Regions from separate parts of the Drosophila melanogaster genome. Here region 1 is linked to region 2. Evidence: chromatin contacts called from public Hi-C data. All regions are on one chromosome and are shown on one strand. The core of a region is the stretch at or near the end of the contact, and the rest is flanking DNA. Distances in the headings are between cores, read along the strand shown.

Region 1 (6,905 bases), core at 3,749-6,248, 170 kb after region 2:
GCGCGGGGTGGGGCACACAAGCACCTTGCACTTGAAAACCGAAGTGCGGGCAGCGCTGCTGCCGTCGACGCCGTCGATGCATTTGTTGTTGTTCTAATGCGCGCGCAACTCTCGCTTCTCTCTCTCTCTTACGCTCCTTCTCATCCACGCTCCTTCGCGGTTGCGGTTGTTGCAACTCCAACTCGAACTGCGGCAGCGACGGCGACTGCGACTACGGCAGCGACTGCGTTTCATTTTCGGCATGTTGCAAATTTCGTTTTCATGCAGCAAATTTCAATTTCATGTTATAAAATCGCTCGATTTGCACTGGTATTAGTGGATCAGCGCGTGTGTGTGTGTGTGTGTGTATTTTTAGCTCTCTGTCAATTTGCCACTTCCTTTTCTTTTTTTTCGCTGCCGGGGTCTGCTTCTTCGCCTCTTCTTCCGCTCTCTTCGCAAATTGATGTTGAAGGTCAGCGTGTTAGCGAAAATTGCATTATATTTGCATGTGTTTCTGTGTTTGGCTTATCAAACTTGGTCACATCGCAATTTCAGGGAGTTTTCGGTCAGTCTGGCAAACAAAAAGTTTGCCAAACTCAAATAAGAAAAACGAGTGGCATGAGATCATCGGTATACAAACGCTCAAACGTGCACAGACATGTGCAAGCCATACAAAATATAATTTTCTAAGGATAAAAACCAAAAGTAAAGCCAAAAAATTACTTTATTTTCAAAGAAACATTGTTAAATTTCAACTTTTTCTTTAAACCGCACTAAGAACTTTGTTTATAATGTGTTTTTAATTTAAAGAGCTGTTTTACAAATAATCGTTAATCTAGATATTTTTAAACTTATTTTTTCCTTAAATTCCTTTCATAATCATGAGAAATGGCGAATTCAAATAGTTTAGGCACTGCGGACGCCATTTGTTAAATTTTTTCATTTTCCTTTTTAGCACTTACTTTTCCGACTTCATTTTCCAGTTTACCTGTTCGTTTTTACCTGGTGAAAACATTTGTTTGGTCTAGAGTGGGCGGAGTCTCTCATTCTACTGACGAATTCAGAGCTGAAATTTATGGAATCTTCTTTGCGGAGCACCCTGTATGTTTATTACCCATACATGTCTGTAGTTGTGTGTACCAGCATAAAAAATAACCCCGAAAATGCTGAACCGAAAAGTGCGTGCGCCTCTTCATCCGCCTCTACTCCTTCCTCTTTTCTGGCTCTTCTCTTTTTACCACCCCCTACCGTTATCCTTGTGGTTGCTGCCACAAAGGACAAATGAAATTTCAGCTCGAATATGCCGTCTCGCTCACTTTCACTTGGCGTCACGGAGAAAGATTCACAAAAGGAGGATTCAGGATAAAGTACAAAGTGGGAGGGAACGTAGAAACCCCCTACTCCCCGAAAATGAACTCGAAAACAAATGGAACTGCCCTTAGGAATGGCACCAAACAAATAAAACATATTTGGTATATATCATTTGACTAAAAGCATTTTTGATATTTATTATATTTGATATGTATATGCCATATATACTCCTTGAAGTGCTTTCATACATTCATGATCATTCCTATAAAGCTAAATTTGATAGTTTAGGACTAACCTTCACTCATTATGTTAAAAATTGATTTAATGAGTATAGAAACGGAACTAATACCTTAAATTAGGCTTCTAAGTATGTATTTGTTACTTTCTTTACCCATAAACTTTATTTCATAGATATCAAGAAAACTCTTGAAATATTTTCCAACTACATACTTTGTATGTAGTTTCCTTGGTTGACATAATGGTTTCAATCCGATTGGAGTGTAGCACATCCGTTCGTTAAGTGGGAATATGTATGTCTATAGGGCGAATGCTGACTTCATTTCGCTTATGTAAGCAGAGCTGCGTGAATCAGACCCACATTGAAGCCCCCAGCCGCCCAAAAGAGGCGCAAAAAGGGACGCAGCCGGAGTTCTGGACCCTTCTGCTGCTTGCCTAACGAATCCACCATCATCTGCATCCGTCGACAAGTGGCAACAAAATGGAGTTTGGGTTATTTTTGGCAACGAAACGAAATTACGACACCCTCCGTCGAGTGAAAAACACGACTCTCTCCGCCGTTTTGTCTCTTTTTATGGCTATATATTTGGCATGTATTATGTTTACCGCTATGTACGAAGTTTGAACGGTTTGAGGTTGAGTCGGGTTGCCATGCCAGTTGAATTTCAAACCCTATTTTGGGTTTCAAAGTTGCTTCCGATTGGATAAACGCGGTAGTATGAGTAATTACAAATAATGCTGCTCTGCCAGAGGAGCGGAGTGATGAAGGAGGGTTTGGATGGATGGAGGAGTACGGGTGGGTGTCGAACACATCTGCCCAAAACACCCTCGGGACTTTTGAAGCGAAGGAACGGCGAAAAACACAAGGAAAGGCCTGCACAAATGGATGGCTATGGCTAAAACGTGGGAGGGAGGAGGTAGGGAATTCGCGTTGGGTTTGCCTATCCATCCGAACGAGTATCTTGCAGATACTCTTACGCCACCGCGAAGTTCCTCCTTCGAAGAAACCGCTTTCACACCCTGGTTAGAAGCCAAACAGGAAGCGAAGAAACACGCAGAAAGTTGCAAAGAACACACACACAGGCATCACTTTAATATTTGAAGTTATGGGACATAAATAAGCAGAAGTTTACCCATTAAAATGGCTTAGAGATCGGAACTTAGAGGCAGTAGCCTAATATAGAAATAATTATGAAATTTCATTTCATTTCATACATAGGTTCATACCTAATTCCTAATTTAAAAACATAACTTAACGACCTGGCAACTCTTTTTTCGGCCCCCAGGGTTGCAGTCCTGCATTGCCATTAATTATGCAAATTAAACTTGATGCGTGTCGCCGAAGAATTATGAGCTCAGCTTTTGCCCGCGGCTTCAGACTCTCTCCTCTTCTCTTCTCCCTTTTCGCTTTGAACACATGCCATCTTCTTCTTCTTATTATTATTATTTTTTCGTTATGCATTGGTCATTAAAATTAGGTCAGAGTCGAAGAGAACACAAAGCGAAATCCTTGAGAATTATAAAGCGGCGATGACAACAACAACAAACTAGTTCGCCCCTCCTTTGTTCTTTTACCCTCTCCACCGACGATCCTTTAGCTAGAACAACAAACAACCTATACATACATAATTACATACATGCATACCTAAATATACTCGTACGTACGATCCTATTACGCAATGGCTGCCGATCTGCCTACCTGACTGACTTAATTATTATATCAGAACCCTCTGGTTCTCTCCCTCCTGCTCGCTCTTCTTCTACCCGGCAGGTCAAAATCGAGAGAAAAAAATGGAAACTGCGCAGTTTGACTCGAAAATAAGTGGAATTGGACCTTGACTTTGCACCGCAGTTACCAAAAGAATAGAACCCCGGATCCTGAGATCCTGAGTCCTATAAGAAAACCCCATCTGGTTGCGAGATCCCTTCCCTTTACCACTTTTCGTTCTACACGTGCCTGTTTTTTGCCATTTCTACCGCTTCTTCTTATTCGTTTTCGCATACTTTTTTTTTTTGCAACACAGCGGGAATTTTTATATGTGTGTATGTACATATATACACAAAGGCGAGGATACAATAAAAAGGCTCTACGTTTGAAAGCTTATTTGGGTTTTGGTGGCAACTTTAATACCCTACAGTCAAAACACAAATAAGTAGTCATAATACAAAAGTTACCTGCGATATTCGTAATCTTAGGACTAATATCAACAATTTAACTATTACAATTATTCATACATATGTACATACTTGTTTCAATTGAAAGCAGTAATAGGTCTGCGTATTCAAGTTTTAATTGGTTGTTTTAATTCAAGGTAGGGTATCTTCAACTCTTTTTCGTTCAATGTTTTAATTCTCTTCCTTTTTGTCTCTGCCACTTTTATTGCCAGCACTCGCATGCATTCATTGTATTTGTATTTTTGTGCAAATGTGCTTGCGAATATATAGGGGATTATATAGATACGTTTGTATGTAAATATATAACAGCAATCGAAGCGTGCGACAGAGAACGGCAGTTCCGACAGAGGGAGATGGAGACATCGAACGGCATTTCCACTTCCACTGGAATTAAAAGATTAGCCACGGAAAGCAAAAGTGCGCTGCAAGTTCGAGTTCCAGCGACTCGGCAACCCTGTTTTCATGTTGTTTACTTTGCCGGTTTCTGGCACAAACACATATGCACGCTCCATGCATGTGGAACAGAGCCAACGCGCTCGACGTTCGCATGGCAACTGCAGTCGAACATGTTGGAGGGGAAACGACCGGCTTCGAACTTGATTCGAACCAGCTTCGAGCCGCAACGAAAGTGAATTTTGGCGAATCATCGAGAGCTCCTAATTGTAAATGAAATGGATGTAAAATCTAAAAATTCTAATAAATAATTAAATTTAGATTATTTAATAATAATCGAATTCATTTAATTTTGGAACCAAAACATAGGGAGAAATATATATTCCTTTTTGGCTATAAAGTTAGAAACATGTTATTATTATTCTTATTAGTTTAAAGAAAATACGGCTTGATAGAAACATTTTCTATGGAAATGAAGCTTATTAACAAAAGTCTAAACTCCTACATATATTTTTAAGACATTTAATCTAATCAAGTATGTAACTGCTATCAAAAGTTCCGTTGTAAAGTGGGAAAATGTACCAAATTCTGGCCTACAGTGGAAAATTCTAGTGAATTAGACACTTTTTTTGTAGCCCCTTCCGCAATTTTCCCCCACCATTTCTCATTTTAGCGCCAAAAATCTGTTCAGTTTTCCACCGAATGAAAAGCGAGCGGTTGGCGGCGGTGGTGGAAAGTGAAAACCAGCCAACCACCACCCACCAACCCCGAAAAACGGAATGAAGAAGTGCGGAAAATCGGAGTGGAGGAAAACTCCAACTTCGCTGCCAATGCCAAGCAGCGACGCCGGCAGCGATGTTCGACGCGCGATGTTCGAACGCGGCGAGCAAGCACAGACCAAAAACAGTTTGAATTTCGCTTTCGATCTGGTTGGTTGTGTTTTTTGGCTTCTCTCTGCGTGCGCCGCTCGTGGTGGGAAAAAACGGAAAACAGGAGAACTAGCAAAACCGAATAAATCGAAGAGGAACACTCCAGTTTACAATTGTCCTGCGACTAAAAACCAATCGGAAATTTACACTATCCTCTAATCCTTTTTGTTTGCCGGCAAAAAAATAAGAGGCGCAAAGAAATAAACGCAGAAAGCGAAGCAAAATGTGAAAAATTGCCGAACATGGCGCCGCGTGTGTGAATGAGAGCGAACGATCGTGTGAGAGGGAGATAGGGACGAAGCGAAGATAAACAATAAAAAAAAAACAATTTTTGATACTTAAAGTTCTACAACAACAATAAACTCAGCTCAGGTACAACAACAAAACAGAAAATTACGCAAAACACAACAGACTGCATTGACGGGAATTTTTCGAAGTATTTTTGATACACACAGCAAGGAGGTGTACAATTTTTAAAGCAATAAGTGAAAGCAATTACCCATCAAGTTAAAAATAATACCAATCTCGGTAGAAACCCACTCGGAAAATCCAACTGAAAACAATTGAAAAAGGCAACCGAAAAGTTAAAACCTAAACAGACTAAATCGCTAAAATAACAAGCATTTACTATACACAAAAAAATTAAATTCCGTATAAAATCAGACTTTTGTCTGCAAAATTTCTAAAAATTTACAAAAACCCACTAAAATTCACGAAAACTCACTGGATCTGCCAAAACCATCAGTTGAAATATATTCTGGAATCGGTTCAAAAATAAATAAATATATGCCAGCAGCATTTATATAGACCGCAAATCGCACCATAAAATCGCGAAAAAATCAACAAGCAATATTTTGAAATTCATAATCGTTGGCAAAATGCTGATTCGAAATAGAGATTGAGGATTCTCGAGGACAGCCAACCCAGCCAACCAACCAAGTTTTTCGCCGCAACGAGTGCATATTAAGAGGAAAAAACACAAATTTATGGCTCCGCGTCGCAACAGCAACATCAGCAGCAGCGGCAACAGCACCCAGCAGCAGCACCAGCAACAGTTGCAGCAGCAGCACCAGACGCAGCAGCATCAACTGCTGCAGTTCTACGCGGAGAACGTGAATTCTTCAGGCGTCCTAATGGCGCCCATGCAGGGAACCGGTGGCGTTGGCGGCGTTGGCGGCGGGGGCATGGTCCACTGCTGCCTGCCCAGCGGAGACTGTCGCAAACTGGACACCCTGATACACCTGAACGAGCTCTCCCTGGCGGACTGCATCCGTGTGCTGTGCAACAACGAGAACTGCAGCGCAGGCCAGTACATGCATCGCGAGTGCTTCGAGTGGTGGGAGGCGAGCGTGCTGCAGGCACTGAAGGCCAACGGTCGTGCTCGATCCTGGTCGGAGCGGCAGCGTCTGCAGCACCTGTGGACCAAGAAGGGCTACGAGCTGGTCCAGAAGGCCTGCAGCTGCAAGTGCGGCAGGGGACAATTGCGCAAGGACCTCGACTGGGTGCCGCCGAGCAGCCAGGGCGTCATATACCTCAACGGGTCTGGCAACCGGCCCACTCTGGCCAATGGCAGCCTCAGCGAGGACGACGACAAGAAGAAGGCCAAGAAGAAGAGGAACCGCAACAACAACAACAACAACGGCGGCGGCGGTGGTGGTGGTGCTGGTGTCAATGGCAACACCAAAACCCCCTTGAGCAACAACAACGGCAACAGCTACGCCGGACTCACGCCCAATCCCAATGTGGGCGTCATAGGGTCGGGTTTGCCCCACAACAACGGCAACACCGCCAGCAATGGCAGCAGTGGCAACAACGGCTCCTCCGGCGTTCTGCAGACCAGTGCGCTGGCCACTTTCAGCAACATCCTCAATACGAACAATG
Region 2 (7,259 bases), core at 2,222-4,721:
GGCAGTTGTGAAACCTAGGAAACCGCCCATAAGTCGCTAATTCTGAATAGGAATGGTCGGTGATCACGTTTGACCCAACGCTACACGGACTTTTACCTGCAATAAAGGTGCACTAAAATTAGTTCTTTGGGAATTTTCAACTGATGATGATGATTTGGAATTCTCAATTGGTGAACAGTGTTATCAAAACAGCGTTTGATAAGTGATATTAACCTTTGCAAAGAATGATATTGTATTTCTTTCCATGTTCTCAAACGAAGGGGTTCGTTTTACTATAGAAATATCGGCTCAATTCGGCTCGTTAGGGGACACGTAGAGTTAATTAGTCTAGTTAATTGGTATTTACTAACCCAGAACGAGTGGCAAGCAGCTGTGTCAGCTGATTGCTTGAAAAGAGCGCCGTATACTCTTTTGAGATACTGAGACGCATTGCATTGTTCAGATACTTTCGAACGAATCCCGCGAATCGCTTTTCTCGCCGTGGTGTAACAAACGAGTGCAACGCGAATAAGTTACCGAAAACAAGCATTTCAATTAAACCCAATTCGAATCGCGTTTGTGCCTCTTCATCTTGCAGTAATCTTGAGAATAAACATGAGATATACTCACTTGCTCAACAAACGGCGGCAAGTGAGCAAAAGGAACAACACCACCAAGCAGCTGAAACCGAGAAGGAGCCCGAAAAAGCAGCCGATCCCGAAATAATCGCTCAGGAAACCAAGGAAACAGTAAACACACCTATTCACACCTCAGAGCTGCAAGCTAAGCCATTGCAACTTGAGAGCGAGAAAGCAGAGAAAACCATCGAGGAAACCAAAACAATTGCAACAATCCCACCAGTAACTGCAACCTCAACGGCTGACCAGATAAAGCAGCTGCCCGAGAGCAATCCGTACAAGCAGATCCTCCAGGCGGAGTTGCTCATCAAGCGGGAGAACCACTCGCCAGGACCGCGCACCATCACTGCCCAGCTGCTCAGCGGCAGTAGCAGCGGACTGCGTCCCGAGGAGAAGCGTCCCAAGTCGGTGACCGCTTCGGTCCTCCGCCCGAGTCCAGCTCCACCCCTAACACCACCGCCCACAGCGGTGCTCTGCAAGAAGACTCCGCTCGGCGTGGAGCCCAATCTGCCGCCAACCACCACCGCTACGGCAGCCATAATCTCCTCGAGCAATCAGCAGCTGCAGATCGCACAGCAAACCCAACTGCAGAATCCCCAGCAACCAGCTCAAGATATGAGTAAAGGATTCTGTTCGCTATTTGCCGACGATGGACGAGGTCTGACAAGTAAGTACCACCCTCCTTCTTCTTTCTTTCTAGAAACACAAGGAAATGTTACGGAGATCTCTATCTTTTACCTTTCACAAACTCTCAAGAATTCACGTACTATGCATTTGAGCACTCTACGGTTTTCATTTCCTAATTAAAGAGCTGCTAAGTTAGATACTGTATAAATAGTTATGGCAACGTAATCATTTATGAGTATGCTCTTATCAAGCTACACTATATCTTATATTAGTAAGTCAGTAGTTAAACGATAGAGATTTCTGTAACACACCTTGCGCTACATAACTAAATTCGGTTGTTAGGGAAGGTGTGGTTGAATCAGCTGATAAGTGTTGAAAATACTACAAAACAGGAAAGATTCGCAAACCGCTTTTGAGTAGTTTTTCGCTCGCCTGATAAGTGCACACAGCAAGGTATATAATGGTGCGGTGTATATATGGAGGGCTATATACTAGGAGGGGTGGATTCCGATTCCCATTCCCATCCGTACTTAACCGCAAGCCGGTTGACGATGCAATTGCCCGGCTCTTATGTCACAATTTGCCGGCATTACGCATACGCAGTGTTGTGTGTATGTGGAACCGTGGGGGATCGTTTATTGCAAGATTAGAGTTTGCTGGTGTTGGTTTTGTTTTTAAGAGTGAAGATCGCCGCCATGGAATGGGTCAATATATGGCACTGTAAAGTGGGTTAACTTAGGTAATCAATTCGAATGTTCTGAATGGTGGGTTATTGTGTATACGTCGCGTGTTACATCAAAGCATATTTTTGATTTCAATGTATAATAGGCCTTATTAAAATTCTACCCTTGCCGTTAGTACTTTACTTTCGTTATGGGCGTATTTAGTTAATGGTTTAATTTGTTCTTAAAATAGCAGGCTACAAACCGTTCTCGATCGTAAACACATTTCTATAATATTTCCCACTAGAAATCATATGATTAAATTATTCAGAAAAAACGTCACCGATTGTTTTGCCCACTCTTTTCATTTCTCTATTCGAATATTTGTGTATTTCGAATGTTTTTTTGTGCCCATCGAGTGAATTTTTCCACTCTTTTATTTTCTTTTTTTTTTTTTTTTTTCGCTGGCAGCTTCTGCCGCCTGGTGACAAAAAACAGAAATATGAATATTAACTTGAGCCAATTAATATGCTAAGCGATGTGCCTGTCATCGGGGGGAAGGCGGGGGTCCTCTAAAAAAGAGTGAAAACCAGGGGCAGTGGAGAGCTGAATTTTTGGCGCGTGTGCCAAGGTCCGTCGATGGATCAAGCGCTGCTGTGTCGCATGTTGTGTTGCCTGGGTAGCCCGAGTTCCCCTTTCCAGATCCATTGGCCCCCCGAAATGTTGGGTGTATATTCGACACTTTCAAGTGGACCTGCAGCCTCTAATCGCGCTCGCTTTCGTTTGTGTTGACATTTTGCTGGGCCTGCAGACTCGGATGTAGTCTACTTTGCTTTACTTTCTTCTAACGCGTCGGCTATATTTATTTTTGTTTCGTGGAACGTAAATAAACAGGGGAAATGCCTCGAATCAGATTGCCTTAAGGGGATCATGATGATGAGTAGCCGGTGTTTTTATGTAATTTTTGTCACCGCGTTTGTTTGGTTGTTTGGTATTTTTCCAAACACCTCAAATATTCCGTTCGTCAGTCTAATCAGTTGTAACACTCGATCGCCTCGATTGCCGGTCGTCAGATACTTGCGTTTTCAAGGCACAGATAATCGGGAGGGAATTCTTCTCGCTGCCCAAACAAAAGTAACTCGTTGCCAAACAAAAACAAAGTGCCTGGCCAGTGTAATTACCTTATGCTCTTATCCACTCCCAATCTACAAAAGCAAATATTTGTAACGATAGCACACGGCTGGGAGCACCACCTTGGCCATAAATATCAATTGGCCGATACAGGCCAGTTATGCTATGCGAGTAGGAGGAGGAGGCGGTTGGAAATTGGGGCTTGGGATCGAAGGGGAATATGGACAACGCACTTCTATCGTGATTAGCACGCGTGATAAGCGCGCCCATCACGACCAGAAGCACAAATGGGGAATAAAAATAACAGACGGTCGAATGGTTGGATTGGATTCTCTGCTGCTAATCACCCGGGTTCAAGTTCACAGCTGATATGATGTGTCCGAGCCTGATTTCAGGTCTGTGGCGGCTGCTGTGTAAGCTGTCAGTATTTTCGGGCTCTTACATAAAGCTACAATAAATAGCCGAAGCTCAAGCTTTCCAGCATCACATCACGCCCTGCCTGTCCCCATTTGGTGGTGGCTCTCTTCTGATCTCTGCGGGTTAGTTCTTAAGTGCCCGTGTCCGTTGTTTACATATTCCGATTTTGATTTGGAACTACGTCACGTCACGAGTCGCCGTCTTCAATTGCAGATGATGACATAAATTTATTTAAATTGAAGACGTTTTGCTCCCGGCCTCTGGGTTCTGTGTTCTGGGTTCTCTCCAATTGTCCCGAAGATTCCTCGCAGTCACGCGTTGAGCATACACCGACGGTATGAATTTTTTGTGAGTGCTAATGCGGCAACCTGTTCCCTCGAAAACCTTCGAATACAGCACACACGCCTCAAGTGCACCGAATGTGGCTCAAGTGCAGAGATGCCTTTCACAAGTTTCTCACGACCGACCTCTCATCGGTTGCACATAAAGAAATGCTGTGTTCTTTGAATGACTGATCAAAAAGGCGATTAAAAGACTTTAAATAACATAAATTAATCTCCGACAAATGAGTTTATATATCTTTTAAGCAAAATGCCTTTCAATAGATTCCTTTCGACAGTTGTACGCAGTCCTTGGCCAAGAAACAGTCGCAGCTGCTCCGTCCTCTTTAGCCTTGCGTGTAGGCGCAGTTAGCCAGATAGCCGCTAAATGCCATTCCCGGCCTTGCACCTTCACGAAAAACAACACATTCGATTAGCTGTAATATATAGAAGCACTTTGCAAATATCTCATAAAATGCACTCCTCGATTCCGATAAAGATACAGATAGACATAGACCCCCGATGGGCTGTGTTTTCGGTTCTGTTCAGTTCTGTGTGTGCCGTATTATCGTGCGCCATAATTTCTGTTGTTTTTTCCGCAAAAAGCTTTGCCAACGTTGAGTAGCACTCGAGTGCCATAATTACAAGTCACACTGCCGGGTTGGGGGCTCCATAAAGAAGGGGCTGGGGCATGCGGGGCGTCAGACCTTTGGGCCTGCATTGTTAATTAATTTGTTTGTGTCGAATGCAACGACCGCAAGAGCAAGCAGATGCCAGCTACAAGCTGTGCAAATCCCTAACACACCGCTAATCAGATCTTTATTGCCGCTTTCCTAAAAATGGCATTGGAATATGTTCTGCACGTAGAGAAAATGATGCATAGACTAGATTTTTAGAGGGACCATATCGCTGTGTCGTGCAATAGATAACATGGTGTGACCATGCATTCAAATATCAACCATAAATTAGGTTGTTTTACTAGAAGTTTTGAGTAACGGAACTATATTTAAAAAGCATTATTTCTCTGCATGTGAAATGCATTGACTAAGCCGCTTGTGGGCTGGTGAGGAGGCGCGAGCCCATTCCAGGCAATCTGCTTACTATATTCTGGCTTATATGGCTGCCTGGTGGCAGTTGCCGCAGTTGGGATTTATCCGTATTATATATGGCTCTTTGATAGAAGTAAGCGGCTGAGCCAAAGGCAAACAATGCACTCGCACTTATATTCACGAACTTGGGCTTGCATTTGAAATTCTATTTGGCCTGCGGTCTCTCCGTCGTTTTAGTTAGTTTTTCATTTCCATTTTGCAACTTAATAGTCGGCACACACAGGCGGTTGGGACCAGTTTTATTAGCATACCGTCTAGTATAGCAAACCCCATGACGGGCATATGGGATAGGGATGGGGCTGGTGATCGTGATCGGGATGGGTTGATAGCTGAGACACGGCTTAGATGCTTAAGAACCTATAAGTATGAGAGGATCTACGTAGGTGACGCACAGGCCAATCTAGCGGCAAGATCGCCCCTGGTTCAAGACCCCATACTGATAAGGGAACTTGCACCTGATCTGGGGCGATGCACCCGATAGTTACTCAATTCCGTAAAAATAACCTGAAATCCAGCGATCTTATCGTTGTTGAGTTCCTGTTTCAGGAGCGTTTGTTTTCGCACCGCTTCGCTTGCATTTATTCCGCGTACGTCAATAGGCCCGAAATGCTGATTAATGAGTCGTCCGGCCATAAAAATCATGGCTCTGCTTCGATTCCACCGCGAAGGCAATTGGAGCGACTAATTCATGAGGGGAGCGCATTTGCCTTCAATTAGATTCAATTGAGAGCTGTCAATTAGGGGCGACTCTGGCGAGCGATAATTGAAATTTCGGCAGCACACAAGCCACAATTAACAGTAGACCGAAAACCGAATTGAGATGTAGCACCCCAGCGCAAACTAGGTGAAACCGCCACTAACTGAATGCTTTTCTTTTCGATTTTAGTGCTTAAGGAAGAACCTGACGATTTGTCCCACCACCTGGCCTCCACCAATTGCATTCAGCTGGACGAGATGACTCCCTTCAGTGACATGTTGGTTGGCCTCATGGGCACCTGCCTGCTGCCCGAGGATATCAATTCCCTGGACTCGACCACCTGCTCCACGACGGCCAGCGGCCAGCACTACCAGAGCCCCAGCAGCAGCAGCACCTCTGCACCCAGCAATACCAGTAGCAGCAATAATAGCTATGCCAACAGTCCGCTCAGCCCGCTTACACCCAATTCCACGGCAACCGCTAGCAATCCCAGTCATCAGCAGCAACAGCAACATCACAACCAGCAGCAGCAGCAGCAACAACAGCAGCAGCATCATCCCCAGCACCACGACAACAGCAACAGCAGCAGCAACATCGATCCGCTGTTCAACTATCGCGAGGAGTCGAATGACACAAGCTGCTCGCAACATCTGCATTCGCCTAGCATCACATCAAAGGTGAGTTACCTAGACTTTCAAGCATTGATTATCCTTACTGATCGATATGTCCCATCTATTGCAACAGAGTCCCGAGGACAGCAGCCTCCCATCGTTGTGCAGTCCCAATTCACTAACACAGGAGGATGACTTCTCTTTCGAGGCCTTTGCCATGCGTGCGCCCTACATCCCGATCGATGATGATATGCCCCTGCTAACGGAGACGGATCTCATGTGGTGCCCACCAGAGGATCTGCAGACCATGGTGCCCAAGGAGATCGACGCCATACAGCAGCAGTTGCAACAGTTGCAGCAGCAACATCACCAGCAATACGCCGGCAACACTGGCTACCAGCAGCAGCAGCAGCAGCCGCAACTCCAGCAGCAGCATTTCTCCAACTCCCTGTGCTCCTCGCCAGCTTCAACGGTCTCGTCATTGTCGCCATCGCCCGTGCAACAGCATCATCAGCAGCAACAGGCAGCGGTCTTCACCAGCGATTCCAGCGAACTGGCGGCATTGCTGTGCGGATCCGGAAATGGAACACTTTCGATCCTGGCAGGTAGTGGTGTTACGGTTGCGGAGGAGTGCAACGAGCGGCTGCAGCAACATCAGCAGCAGCAACAGCAGACGAGTGGCAACGAGTTCAGGACTTTCCAGCAGCTGCAGCAGGAGTTGCAGTTGCAGGAGGAACAGCAGCAGCGTCAGCAGCAGCAACAACAGCAGCAACAGCAGCAGCAGCAACAGCAGTTACTCAGCCTAAATATCGAGTGCAAAAAAGAGAAATACGATGTGCAAATGGGAGGCAGTTTATGTCATCCCATGGAGGATGCATTTGAGAATGACTACAGCAAGGATTGTAAGTATCTTGGGTGGCAGTTTTGAGCAGACATGAAATGAAGTATTTTATTAAGAAGTGTCAGATTATGTAGAAGAACGGTAGAATGGACTGGCAATTGGGGGGTAATTATGGGGTGAACATTTTACGACAATTTTTGTCTTTTAATAGAATGTGGCATTTGATA

The links. Hi-C and Micro-C count contacts between places; a contact is called where the count stands out from the background.
Region 1: a contact with region 2 is called in a Hi-C map of the Kc167 cell line, with 5 times the contacts expected there. A contact is called at or near these places in 7 of 107 Hi-C or Micro-C datasets (the D17-c3 cell line, the Kc167 cell line, the Ras3 cell line and 3 more) and 2 of 7 datasets of targeted methods (both in the Kc167 cell line).

Annotation. Positions count from the first base shown.
Region 1 is chr3R:30,272,934-30,279,838 of dm6, forward strand. heca (headcase) reads left to right here and starts at 4,999. Exons shown (of 6, transcript NM_001276174.1): 1 at 4,999-6,905. The coding sequence starts at 6,011. lncRNA:CR46113 (long non-coding RNA:CR46113) reads right to left here and starts at 622. Exons shown (of 1, transcript NR_133485.1): 1 at 1-622.
Region 2 is chr3R:30,103,526-30,110,784 of dm6, forward strand. It overlaps lncRNA:CR46112 (long non-coding RNA:CR46112), which reads left to right and starts at 3,472. Exons shown (of 1, transcript NR_133483.1): 1 at 3,472-4,007. sima (similar) reads left to right here. Exons shown (of 12, transcript NM_079845.4): 8 at 578-1,284; 9 at 5,770-6,257; 10 at 6,325-7,093.